Linked DNA regions of Urocitellus parryii: region 2 is linked to region 1. The links are chromatin contacts, called in public Hi-C maps. All regions are on one chromosome and are shown on one strand. The core of a region is the stretch at or near the end of the contact, and the rest is flanking DNA. Distances in the headings are between cores, read along the strand shown. Region 1 holds the start of Kbtbd8 (kelch repeat and BTB domain containing 8). Region 2 holds the start of Suclg2 (succinate-CoA ligase GDP-forming subunit beta).

Region 1 (3,094 bases), core at 172-2,671:
GATAAACCAACCTAAATTAAAGTGATAAAAATGCTTCTAAAATCTTGGAAATAATCACTAGTTTGGTGCCTATAACACACACAAACTATATTCATTTTTACTCTACTGCTTTTACCCCCATGGTTTTAAGACAATGTACTGAATGGTCATTTGTCATTTGTTGGTGAAGGACAAGTTTCTATGATTTTAAACTCCAAAAGAGATACACATACTAAAAAAAAATGCATCATGAGTAATTTTTTGGAACAGATTCTAAATCAGCACTGCTTAATTAAAAAAAAAATTTGTAGTTGTAGATGGACAGCATGCGTTTATTTATTAATTTATGTATGTATGTTTATGTAGTGCTGAGGCTCCAACCCAGTGCCTCCCACGTGCTAGGCAAGAGGTCTGCCACTGAGCTACAGTCCCAGTCCCCCTGAAAACTTTTAACGATGCAAATGCTGTTTATCTGTGCTGCCCAATACGGCAGCTACTAAGTAGCACTGCAAGTGGCTACTAAGCACTTAAACTGTGTTTAGTGTACTTGAGGAACTGGTTTAATTTAAACGATTTGTTCAAACGGCGACATGTCGCTCGTGGCTGCCATGTTGAGTAGCACAAATCTAGATTCCCTGGTCGTGAATGTCAAACCACCAACTTTAAAACAGCCACCTGCGCGCTGGAGGAGCCCCTGAAGCGAGCAGCAGGGCCCGGTAGGGACGAGACCCGCGGTCCCGTCTCGTGAGAATCGTCACCGTCGTCTCACGGAGGGGTCGGTGCGGACACCAGCAGGAGTCCGGCGCCCTCATACCTGAAGTAGGGGCTGATGGCAGCGAGGACGTTCCGGTGGCAGGAAAAGGTCTTCCCATGGTCCACTTCCACCACGATGTCCGTCAGCTGTGCCTCCTCGTACATGGCTCTGAGCTGCTTGAGGACACTGCACGCGTGGGAGGGGTCCACGGCGTCGCCGGCGGCGTCCGCAGACGGGGTCCCGTTCGGCGTCGGGGACTTACTTAGATCTAGGGAGGAAAACTGGCCGTAGGACCACGCAAGCTCCGGCCAGCCCCGCGTCCCGGGGCTCTCGGCGCGGCTCCGAGCCCGGCACCACGCACGCCGGTCCGCAGGGCCGAGAGGCCGGCCTGCGGCCAGACGCGGCGGCCTCCGCCAAATCGCGCCCGCGCCCGCCACGGGACGCGCGGCGGCACCGGCGAGGTCCGAGACCGCAGAGCCGGCTCCGCGCTGCAGCGCTACCCGAGAGGCTCCCCCGCTGGTGGGTCCCGACGCCCTCCCCCGCCTCAGGCCCGCCCAGTCACCAGCCCCGACCACCTACGCACGCCCTCCATCCTGCGCCCCCGCGGTGCCCACCTGCGCACGCGGCCATGGCGCGCTGGGCCCGGCTCCAGCTCTTTAAAGAGGAAATGTCATTTCGCTTCTCTCGCTCCCGGGTTCCGGCTCTTCTAAGCTCTCCGGGCCAATGGGGTGGCCTATTAGCCTGGCTCCGCCCCCACCTCACGAACTACTGGCACTGATTGGCCACAACGGGTGAACGTGCGCGCCGGGAAATGTAGTTTCATTGTCTCGCTCCCGCGTGGTCGGTCAGGCGGGGACCAGGCCGGGGTTCCTATTGGCCGGCTGGGGCGCAGGTGGAGCGAAGGGCTGAGCCAGCCCACGCCGGGATTCCTATTGGCCGGTTTGATTGGGGGTGGAGCTCTGGGATTCGGCGGGGCCAGGACCGGATTCCTATTGGCTGGCTCGCGCGGAGGTGGAGCGCAGAGGCTGTACGGAGGCTGTGCGAAAGAACGCCGGGGTTCTTATTGGCCAGCTCGGGAGCAGGTGGAGAGATGGGTGTGTCAACAAGAAAGGATAAATTTTATTGTTTATGTGTTTCTATTTACTCATCCTGTGTTTCTGGCATCTAACAGGTGTCTGCCACCTTATTGATATTATTAAAAAGAAAAAAAAATAAAGCACAAATGAACTAGCATGGGTAATGCTAGACTTTTGAATGTAAGGGTGAGTTACCAGTGAATGGGAAAGAATTTTATTAGAGAGGGAAATCTACTTAATAAAGGATATTGGGATTTAGATTGTGATTGAGAAATGGAGAAAGACGAAAAACAATTGATTTCCGTCCACTAGAAATGGAAAGTGGCAAGTTCCCATGCAAATGTACAGGAAGGAAGTGGTGTTTCCCCTAGGCACTTAAGATTGTATGAAAATCCTTAATGCACAGTTCTGCGTGGATGAATTTCATTTAGTTTTTGATTCTGGTAACTTTAAATGCCCATTTTCTATGATTTCAATTATTAAAATAGTGATTTTGCTCACAATATTGATGGTATTAAGAAAAATGGCATAAATTATCAGGGCTCCCAGATTTAGCAAATAAATGTGCAGGATATTCATTATTAGAGACATATCTAATTGAAATATTATTTGTTGTTAATTTGAAGTTAAACTTATTGGTCTTTTCAGACCTTTTAGAAGAGGGGAATTTCTACTGAATCCTAAAGGAATTCTCAACCAATTAACCCATAGGTTTGGCAATAGTTTAATTAATTAAAAGAAAGATTTCTGATTGTTTGACCCATAAAGATTTCTAAATGTAAACAAAAAAATAGCAATTTATAACTACAAAGTTACAATTATATTTTATTTTACTTGGCAGATGGCATTGCATAGTAAAGATTTCCTTATCATTAAGATGCACTTTAAAAACAGAATAAGAAAATATCAAAATTGAGGCGACAGTCCTCTTCATTCTCAGTGATCTTCAAGAATATAAATGAGATTCTGTTTCAGGGTTGATACTAAATAGCCAGAGGCTACAGCTTTGTTTTATAATAAGGCAGCTCTAATTTCAATTTTAATAAGAACCTATTAACCGACTGTCAATCTGGAACAGCAGCAGCAACAGAAATGTGTAGTAAGTACTAGATTGTTCTCTGAAGGAATTTTCTCATGTAGTTAGAGTTTAAAGTAAATTCTACTAAGGGTGAAAACTGAAATATCAAACCAGAATATCTGAAGGACGTATATTTATTTCAAACTAGACATTTAGAATTTTATTATTATAATGTTTCTTACCAAGGAGCTAAGTGCAAAGAGAATT
Region 2 (3,094 bases), core at 300-2,799, 330 kb before region 1:
GAAACATGGGCCAACAGGTAAATAATTGCATTAGCTGTGCAAAGGATAATATTGAGTAACATTCTTGCAACTTTTCTGTCAATTTAAAATTATATCCAATCAAAAGTTAAAAAAAAAAAAGACTAAACTACCAGCAATAGCTGCCTACCTCTGTTTTATTGTATTTTCTCTCAAGGTCAAACATTGAAGAATAAGGTTAAAAAGTTCTAACCTCGGGCTTAATGGGGTGAGGGCATGGATTTGAATCTCGTAGTTATTCTTTATGAAAACTGTGATTTCCACCAAGTGACTTAACTTTTTTGTGCCTCAGTTTCCTCTTTGGGAAAACAAGGATTTTGCATTTGCTTCCACTTAAGGTTACTGTTAAGGCTGTTTGCATCTGTCAAGTGCTCCGACACAACTCAAGAGTTGCATCGTTATTATGCACGTAATGTGCGCAGAGTCCTGAGACTCCACACAGATTCTCCGTTAAGATTACTGGTTTAAAATCCATCCATAGCTTTGCATTGAATTCAGGTTAAGGATCAAAAGCAAAAAGCAAACAAACAGAAGCAAATCTGGTACTATCAGCCGGAGTCCGAGTCAGGAGGAACCCAAGTTCAAGTTAGTCCAGGCAGAGACCCCCTCAATATCAAAAGGGCTTGGGGCTCGGCGGAGGAGCGCCCCTGGGTGCCATCCCCGCCACCGGGAAAAACAGAACCGGAGCCTCCACCTACTTCAGAAGACTCCCTGGGCCCGGGATGCAGGCTCCCCGCGCCTCTCCAAAGTCCTCGGGGCCTTAACTGGACCTACGTCCCTGGACAGCCCTTGCGGCCCAGGATCCGGGAGTCAGCCTCAGGGCGCCCGCTCCCGGCCCGGGCTGTCAGCGCGCCTGCAAGACAGGGCCCTCTGGATTTCAGGAGCGCAAGGCTCGGCTCTCCCAGAGTGTGGCTCGCCAAGAAGGTCATCAGGCCTCAGGACCGCCCACTGTGAACTTGGGCCTGGCTGGACCTAGGGCGCCGCAGACAGCAGGCGGAGAGAACACGGTGGGGCTGAGGGCCTAGGGCGTGGCCTCCCCTACCCGAGCGCGCTCGGCTGACCTCCCGTGCGCGCCTCCTTCCTGCGCTACGGCCCGCCCCTCTCCCTCCGGACCTCCCTCTCCTCTCCGCCTGGCTTTCCCCGCTGCTCTCCTCCCCGTCCCGCCCCCTCTCCTCCGGTCCTCTCTCCTCTCCCCTCCCCTCCTCCCGCCCCTGCCCAGCTCTCCTCCCCGCCCCTCTCCTCCTCCCCGCCCCTCCCTGCCTCTCTTCTCCTCCCCGCCCCTGTCCAGATCTCCGTCTCGCCTCTCCCCGCCCCTCCCCAGCCCTCCTCCCCGCCCCTCCCCAGCCCTCCTCCCCGCCCCTCCCCAGCTCTCCTCCCCGCCCCTCCCTGCCTCTCTTCTCCTCCCCGCCCCTGTCCGGATCTCCGTCTCGCCTCTCCCCGCCCCTCCCCAGCTCTCCTCCCCGCCCCTCCCCAGCCCTCCTCCCCGCCCCTCCCCAGCCCTCCTCCCCGCCCCTCCCCAGCCCTCCTCCCCGCCCCTGTCCTCCTCCCAGTCCTGCCCGCGGCTCCCCAGTTCCTGGTGAAGATGGCGCTCCCCGTGGCCGCGCGCTCTGCCCGGCTTCTGCGAGACCCCGCGCTGCGGCCCCGGCTGCTGGCCGCCAGGTGCCAGGTGAGCGCAGCCGGTGAGGGGAAGGCGCCTGCGCGGCCTCGCCCGCCGGACCCGCGCCTTCCTGCGCCCCTGTCGCTCTTGCCCCTTCTGTCCTCCTGCGCCCCTGTCCCTCCGGCCCGCTCTGTCCCCTCCTGGCCCGTGTCTCCTGCCCGCGCTGCGCCCCCATCTCCCGGTTCCCCCGGGCCCTTCTTTCCCCTTCTCCGTCTGCCCCTTCTGTCCGCCCCTGTTCCCTCCGCCAGGCGCTGGACGCAAGTTCTGGAAAAGTTTAGGAAGAGTTCCTCCGTGTTCCCGAGTCCCGAGGTTTCACTTCCGCGGCTGCCAGGGCTAGTTCTGAAAGTCCGAGGCTCCGAGCGCGCGTCAGGCAGGCCACGTGGTAAACATGCCTGAAACCTGGGCCTAGCAGGGGTGCCACTCACCTGACCTTGGACCTCCTGCCGGTTCCACTTCTGTGGACTGGAGGGCGCTCAGCTGGTGAAAACCGGAAGCCCTTTCCCTCCCTTCAGCCAACAGCTGCTGGCCGGTCCACCTTCTCCGTGCTCTGGGGAGAGTCACATCAAAGGAGGGCAGTGGACACTGAAGGGCTGTCCCAGCTTGTCCCCGGTGTGGACTGTACTGCTGGCTGTGGGGCTTCACACAGGGGGAGACCGTGGGGCGAAGTCCTGTGGGCCATGCTGTCTGAGAAGCCACCAGCCCCAGACTCCTGGTTCCCACAGATTCTCTCTTTTTTAAGAAGGGACAGTCTGGGGCTCAGCCATAGCCCATCAATGACCTTGCCCATGGCCCCATTTTTCACTGATAAGAGGCAAATTATCACTCATCCATTTTCAAACAGGATGTGCTTCCTATATTTCTTAAGAAAACTGGAAAAAAAAAATAGCTGATGCTTCTCCAAGTTACTCTAAGCTTTGCCTCATCAAGACACCTGAGTTATGGTTTCCTTCTTCCTCTCCTTCCATTTCCTGACATCCCATTTCTCTGTTTCTGTGAATTTAGAAGGCGCTGATACTTATCCTGTAAAGTCACAGTGTGTTGGGGTGGTAAGAGGAGGGCGCTTTAGTCTAATTAAAATCACTAGTCACAGTTGACCCAGAGGAAAGAGGACACCTCCAGGGGACCGACGTCACAGAAAACAAGAATCAGGGTGCTCTGAGCGTGGACTTGAACTCGGGAGACGTGGCCCCGGGCCAGTGAAAACCCAAGGGAAGGAAGGACTTGTACAGGGAAAACTTACAAGGCACTGTATTGGGCTCACATCGGTGAGGTCTCCTGGCCTGTCCAAGGGACAGAAGCCTGATCCCAGCACTAGGGAGACTGCTGGGCATCCACGCCTGGGGTTTGGCAGGAAGACCCGGTAAGGAGCTCAGTCTCTGGCTCCATCTGGTTGCTTGGATTCACACACTTGGGGTGCTT

What was found. Hi-C and Micro-C count contacts between places; a contact is called where the count stands out from the background.
Region 2: a contact with region 1 is called in a Hi-C map of muscle, with 3 times the contacts expected there. The contact joins the promoter of Suclg2 here to the promoter of Kbtbd8 in region 1. A contact is called at or near these places in 2 of 2 Hi-C or Micro-C datasets (liver and muscle).

The regions. Positions count from the first base shown.
Region 1 is chr16:104,053-107,146 of mUroPar1.hap1, reverse strand. Kbtbd8 (kelch repeat and BTB domain containing 8) reads right to left here and starts at 1,421. Exons shown (of 4, transcript XM_026381757.2): 1 at 1,348-1,421; 2 at 794-1,001. The coding sequence starts at 1,363.
Region 2 is chr16:433,544-436,637 of mUroPar1.hap1, reverse strand. It overlaps Suclg2 (succinate-CoA ligase GDP-forming subunit beta), which reads left to right and starts at 1,549. Exons shown (of 11, transcript XM_077793498.1): 1 at 1,549-1,684. The coding sequence starts at 1,601.